2 separate regions of the Sus scrofa genome follow, and region 1 is linked to region 2. A link is a contact called in public Hi-C data. All regions are on one chromosome and are shown on one strand. Each heading gives the region's core, a stretch centred on a gene start, on an enhancer-like site or on the middle of the called end of the contact. The rest is flanking DNA. Distances are from core to core; before and after follow the strand shown. Region 1 holds the start of CREB3L2 (cyclic AMP-responsive element-binding protein 3-like protein 2). Region 2 holds the start of TRIM24 (transcription intermediary factor 1-alpha).

What was found. Hi-C and Micro-C count contacts between places; a contact is called where the count stands out from the background.
Region 1: a contact with region 2 is called in a Hi-C map of liver, with 10 times the contacts expected there. The contact joins the promoter of CREB3L2 here to the promoter of TRIM24 in region 2. A contact is called at or near these places in 1 of 5 promoter capture datasets (liver), 2 of 47 Hi-C or Micro-C datasets (liver and skeletal muscle) and 1 of 2 datasets of contacts at active chromatin or transcription factors (alveolar macrophages).

Annotation. Positions count from the first base shown.
Region 1 is chr18:11,531,922-11,534,930 of Sscrofa11.1, reverse strand. CREB3L2 (cyclic AMP-responsive element-binding protein 3-like protein 2) reads right to left here and starts at 1,747. Exons shown (of 12, transcript XM_003134635.4): 1 at 1,219-1,747. The coding sequence starts at 1,320. It overlaps AKR1D1 (3-oxo-5-beta-steroid 4-dehydrogenase), which reads left to right and starts at 2,085. Exons shown (of 9, transcript XM_021078691.1): 1 at 2,085-3,009.
Region 2 is chr18:11,150,351-11,153,459 of Sscrofa11.1, reverse strand. TRIM24 (transcription intermediary factor 1-alpha) reads left to right here and starts at 1,705. Exons shown (of 19, transcript XM_021079187.1): 1 at 1,705-2,425. The coding sequence starts at 2,062.

The DNA of each region.
Region 1 (3,009 bases), core at 498-2,997, 380 kb before region 2:
CCCCACATCCAAAGGCAACCCACGTGGTCTCCTCGGGACAGGCTCAGTGAGCAAAGCCCAGAAGATCACACCACACATCTGGCTTTTGACCCAGCATGAACTACCACTCCCTCCCTCTCAGCCCTGCACTCTGCATGTTTTCAACAAGCCATTCCCAACCACCGCAAATGCCTTGGTGGGAATCACAGAGAGGCCCTCATCCCTTTTCCCAAAATAACGCCAGCCAGAGGCAAAGGCCAAAGAGGTGGAGCCTGCAGGCCATTTTGCAAAAGTTTCAAATATCCTGGCCCTGACCCCATTAAAAGAATCATGAAGGGGAAACAGCCAAGCCTCTCGTTTTCTCATTAGTGTCTCTCTCTCTCCCTCTCAATACAAACTCTGTATTTGTAATAAAGAAACAAAGAGGTCTCACAGAAAGTGTATTATCAGTGCTGGCTGTTGGAAACAAAATTTCATTTTGCAAATGTAATATCAAAAACTCGGAATTGAAAACTTCAAAAGAAACTTATGCTCTGTGACCAGTGGGGTCTCTGTGGCATAAGAACTGAACTGGTGAGCTGTCCCACCTACTCCAAAGCCTTTCTGAAATATGCAGTGCCTCAGATTTTCCATACCCCTTTGCTGATCTTTTCTCTGAAGGAGGAAGCCGATTTCTTGGCTGCACAGTTAAAGAAGCCAAATAAAGCAGTCTCCCTCCTAATAGGAAGGAGTCTTTTCAAAACACACACACACACACACACACACACACACAGGTATACTTCTTAAAATACAAATAAGAAAGTAAAGCGAGAGAGACAGGGAGATAGAATATGACAACAAAGGAAAGAAAATGCTACTTTATTTTGTCCAGTTTTTTAAAAACCTTCCCACAAAAATGAGCAGCACACTAGAAGGGGATTATCAAAACATCTACCCCTTCTCTCGCTTTACAGTGCAGAAAGCATAGAAAATGAGACTGCAGATGTGAAAAACCCATAGGGAACCCAGTGTAAGTTGCTTAAAAAAATACAAAGCGTTGTTACTATTACCAAAAGTTTTAAAGGGCTAGCTGCCCACCTTCACTGTTCAGTTAGAAAAACCACACCTCTTCCCAGATTTTTTTCTTTCTGGGCCATGCTCTTCCCAAATACTTCCTTCCCAGTTCCCTGCCCCGAACTGTTCCTTTGGTGACACTTCCCCCTCTCAAGCCGCCCCTTCCCCGCCCCGCCGAGTCCTCACCGTATGGTACATGAGAGCCTCTGTTTCCCCGGGCTCTGACAGCTCGCTCAGCTTGCGGTCCCACTGCAGGACGCTCTGCTCCCCGCTCTCCAGCACCTCCATGGTGGTCCGAGGCGCGCTGGGCCGAGGATGCTGAGGGCAGGAGGGGAGCCGGCAGGGTCTCGGAGAGCGAGATTCGCCTCCACACGAGTGTATGTGTGTGTGTGTGTGTGTGTGTGTGTGTGTGTGCGCGCGTGCGTGTGCGTGTAGCTTATGCACTTAGGAAGGAAAACGTTCGCTTCTCTGCCTCAGAAAGAACTGCCAAGGGCTCCGGTCCGGAGATTCCCCGGAGGAGAGTGACGGTCCTGAGGTCAGACCGAAGGCTGAGGAGGTGAAAGCAGGGTGTGCATCCAAAAGAAAGACAGGAAATCAGCTCTCATTCCCAGAAAGCCTTTCTCAACAAGCCCACTCTCCGCTAGGGCTCCAGACACAAACTTTGAGACTCCCCAGGGCTCCTCAGCTCTGCTCCCGGACGCAGCTACGACTCCACCTCCCTCCAGAGCGTGGACCAATCGAATACTCATCTCACCCATCCTACCCAATCAGAAGTCTCGCTCTCCGCCCAAAGGCGGGGGCAGTGGGAAGTCTCCGCCTAGGCTGTGGAATGTGGGAGGGGAGAGCCTTGACGTCACCGGGGAACTACTCCTGTCTTAGCGTGGCCGACAGCCGCAATCTGCGGCAGCAGACAAATGGAGTGCTGGAAACCTAAAGTGATGGACTGGGGGCGCAACCAATGAGGAAAGGGCGCCTGGGAGGGCCAGCCAATCAAATAGCGACAAGAATACATTTTATACTAGGGAGGGTGCACTCTGAAGCCTCTTTAAGAATCCACAGAAATCAGCGCGCGCGTCTGGAGGAGGCCAGAGCTGGTTTCAGGGCTGTGTTACGTACTGTCTTAAGTATTTTCAAATAGATTAGCCCATTGGAGTCTTTCAGGATTTCTGAAAAATAAGTTACATTATACACAAATTAAATATTCTCTGTTGTGCATGAATTTGTATTGGCACAGTTCTGGCAAATCGTAATTGCTGGTGCTTCCTATTTTTCTCCCGCTTTCTGTTGTGCTCTTCTCCTGAGGTGTTTTTTTGTTTTGTTTCGTTTTAATGGGGTCTCCTTATTTTATTTTTTTTCCTTTTATTTACTGAAGAGACATTATTGGAAAGAGTAAAGCTTTCTTTTCCAGGTCATAGAGCTTTTACCTCAAGGGAGGAGTCAGACAGTAAACAGGTAAAGGAATGAGTGATAGAATGTAAGAAAGTGGTAATGCTGTAAAGAAAAATAAAAGCAAGGTAAAAGGATGGGGCAGATGGATGCTATTTTAGTAACAGTCGGGAAGGTGACATCTGCGAGCAGACCTGAGCGAAAGGAGGTGTGGATAGGAGCTGGGTTTTTGTTGGTGTTGTGGCTGTTGCCTGAGCTGCTGCCAGTAAATGAGGGGAGAGGGGGCCCGAGACACAGGCAGGGGCCAGACCACCAGGCCGAGATTAGCAAAGAGCCGCGTCTAAAATACCACCCACCCCCCCCAACAAATTGTGATTTTTCTCCCTCCTTTCAGACTCCTCCTTTGAAGGAAACAGAGTGTTTACATGTATAATTTGTTCACTTTAAATGTAAGGAAGGCATTGCCAGTTGTCTCTAGAAGTTTCTTACAAGGGCACATCCAGCTATGGAGGTAAGGTGTTACTTTGGCCCCTTTGCAGGTATTTTTTTAGTGGGTGGGGTCAGTCAAATTTTGTCTTAAGATTCTTTGTT
Region 2 (3,109 bases), core at 456-2,955:
TCTTCACCACCATCATCTGAGGGACTAAAAGGCACTTGTCTCTTAGTCTACTTGAATCCTGTATACCACCTCTGTAATGAAATATTAACACGTTAAAAGCACTAGTTTATAACACAGAATTTGCTTTCCTATTACATGAAGATTTTCAAAGTACAGCTACCATAACAGGGTACAGAGCGAAGGGCATTTCAAAACAAAGGGAAAAGCTTGTGCAAAGTGGGTAAGAGTTAAAATTGCTAGAGCATAAAGTATGAGAGTAGTGGGAGCTTCAGCTTGAGAGGTGTATAGGGATGAAATCGTTGAGGGACAATAAGTGGGTTAAGAAATTTGTTTCTTTAAGGGTGGTCCTGGACCATCCACATCACAATCAGGAGATCCTGCTAAAACTGAATCTGGGGAGGGGCTCAAGAACCAGCTTTTAAGTAAATGTGGCAGGCGATTTTTATGCAAACTAAGGTTTAAGAAACAACTATACAAGATAAATAGCCCTTGAATGTCATTAAGAATGAAAATGACACTCTGGAAGCCACTGGAGATTGGATTTAAGAATCTGGGAAAGAGCCTGCTAGGAGAGGAATATTTTGGGAAAGGTAAGGTCATGAGGGAGAGCTGAGTTGCCTAGAGTTTGCTCTCCCCCATTGTCATCGCTTCTTCCAGGATCATTTCAATTTTAACAAAGCCTTTTCTGACCCCATCCCACTCTCAAAGATTCAGCATCACTTCATGTGTTCCTAAAAAATGGCACTTCCATATAATTTTTTTCCCATAATTGTGTTCAAAAGCTTTGTTTCTCCCACCCTGTTTCTATACTTCAAAATCCTTAAAAGCTTAGCCACTTTAGAGTGAAAAATGTGTGCGACTTCTAAAATGTGTGTGTGTGTGTGTGTGTGTGTGTGTGTGTGTGTTGGGAGGGAGGGCTTCGGGTGGGTGGCTGGAAAAGAATATTTTAGAATTATTTGGACATTAGTATTAACATTTATTTTTATTCCTTGTAATAAAAAAAACCACTTTTGAACAGTCTTTATGTATTAATTCTTTGGAGAATAAACCATGTTTATTCACTTGAAAAGCAAATCACTGACTTTAAAAATTGATTTCACCTTTTTCATTGGGGAAATCCTTTAAAATTTCCCGACTTGCAAGAGAACTTCCCCTCTTAACAATTCATGCTCATAATTCATCATACTCAATTCATGTGGCAAAATATATGCTGCCTGCACAATATCTTTTTTACGCAACATTTTTCCATTTTTAAAATTTTTTCCTTGTTTGCTCTTCACAATCTCCACTTCGACTCTCCCAACATATTTACTTCCCCTACAGGAGCCCATCTTCAGTAGCAGAACGGGAGTTTTCGAAGCAGTTACTTAATTAAAAGCGTCGGTAGACAAAGTGAAGCTCCGCCCCATAGGTGGGGCTAACACAGGCGGACCGAATTAGGTGGTTGATCGTTAACAAATGAGCCCTTAATCTTTTCAGAGGAGCTAAACACACACAAAGGCCCAATCAGAGGCCGTGGTTCCAGGAGTTGGGGGGAGGGGCTGGGCAAGAGCCCTCCCACCTCCTAGCCTCCCGCCGCGGCTGTCGGAGCCTCGCGGGCTTGGGAAGGCCCCGCCCCCCGGCCAGGCGCGGCGGCTATTGGGTGGCGCGCTGCTCGCCGACGTCTCGGTTGCTGGGAGAGGGAGGGAGGGGGCGGGGCCTGAGGTGGGCCAGGGGGCCCGAAAGAAAGGCGGGGAGGCGAGGGCGGGCTGGGCGGATTCGACGAGCGCCGCGGCGGTTGGCGAAGCGGATGGGGCGCAGCCTCCCCGGTGCGAGGAGCAGTCCCCGCTGACAGATCCCCTTCTTCCGGCCGCGCCACCCGGGAGGCGGATCCCTGGGGCCTGAGAAGGCTTCCTTGGCCCGGGCCTCCCTCCCTCCCTCCCTCTCCTGCGGGTCACCCTAGCGGCCTGGGAGGAGGAGGAGGAGGAGGCGGTGGAGGAGGAGGTCGTCGGGGGCGGTGGGCAGAGACCGCGCTCCTCCTTTCCCGGCGGCGGCGGCGGCGGCGGCGGCGGGGGCAGGACAATGGAGGTGGCTGTGGAGAAGGCGGCGACGGCGGCCGCAGCGGCTTCGGTGGCGGCCGCCGGGGGGCCCTCGGCTGCGCCGAGCGGGGAGAACGAGGCCGAGAGTCGGCAGGGCCCCGACTCGGAGCGCGGAAGCGAGGCGGCCCGGCTCAACCTGTTGGACACTTGCGCCGTGTGCCACCAGAACATCCAGAGCCGGGCGCCCAAGCTGCTGCCCTGCCTGCACTCGTTCTGCCAGCGCTGTCTGCCCGCGCCCCAGCGCTACCTCATGCTGCCCGCGCCCATGCTGGGCTCCGGCGAGACCCCGCCGCCGGTCCCCGCCCCCGGCTCGCCGGTCAGCGGCTCCTCGCCGTTCGCTACCCAAGGTGAGAGCCGGCCGCGGAGGCGGGGGGCTGGGGAACGCGGGGAGGGACCCCGGGAGGCCGGCGCCCCGGTGCGTCGCGGCGACCCGCTGTCATGTCGCCGCCGCTCGGGGTGCGCGGCGGGGGAGGGGCGGAGAGGGTCTGTGCTGGCGGCGGTGACATGGAGGGCCCGCGCGCTCTGCGGCGTGCCGCGCGCCCCGTGAGCAACTTCCACCGGCGCCGCGGACTCCAGCGCTGCTGCTGCTTCTGCTGCTCCTGCTCCCCAGCTTTCTCCTCCCGGGGTGCCTGGCTGGTGCGACCCGCACTTTTGAAAACCCCTGTCGGAGTCTGCTGCAGACTGTTTGTCGGGTCCCTTGCCGACTGCATCTAGTTAACTGCTACCCTTGGCCTCCCCAAAGCTTTGTCCAGGTCCATATGATCCTAATCATCTCGTATATACCCACGTTATTTGAGCCGGAGGGGGGAAAGGAAGGGATGAAGATGAAGTGATAGTGACTTTCTTTGATGATTGATTACACATCGGATGCCGTCTATTTTTTGTCTTGAATGTTTTGGGTTATTTTCCTTAATGAGCCCCCAATTCTCTCGTCTCTGATGGGGACAAAGGAACTGAGAGACGATGTTTTGTTGTCCTCTGTCGGAGATTTTATTTTAAGACAGTAAATGGTAAAGAGAAATAGAACAAAG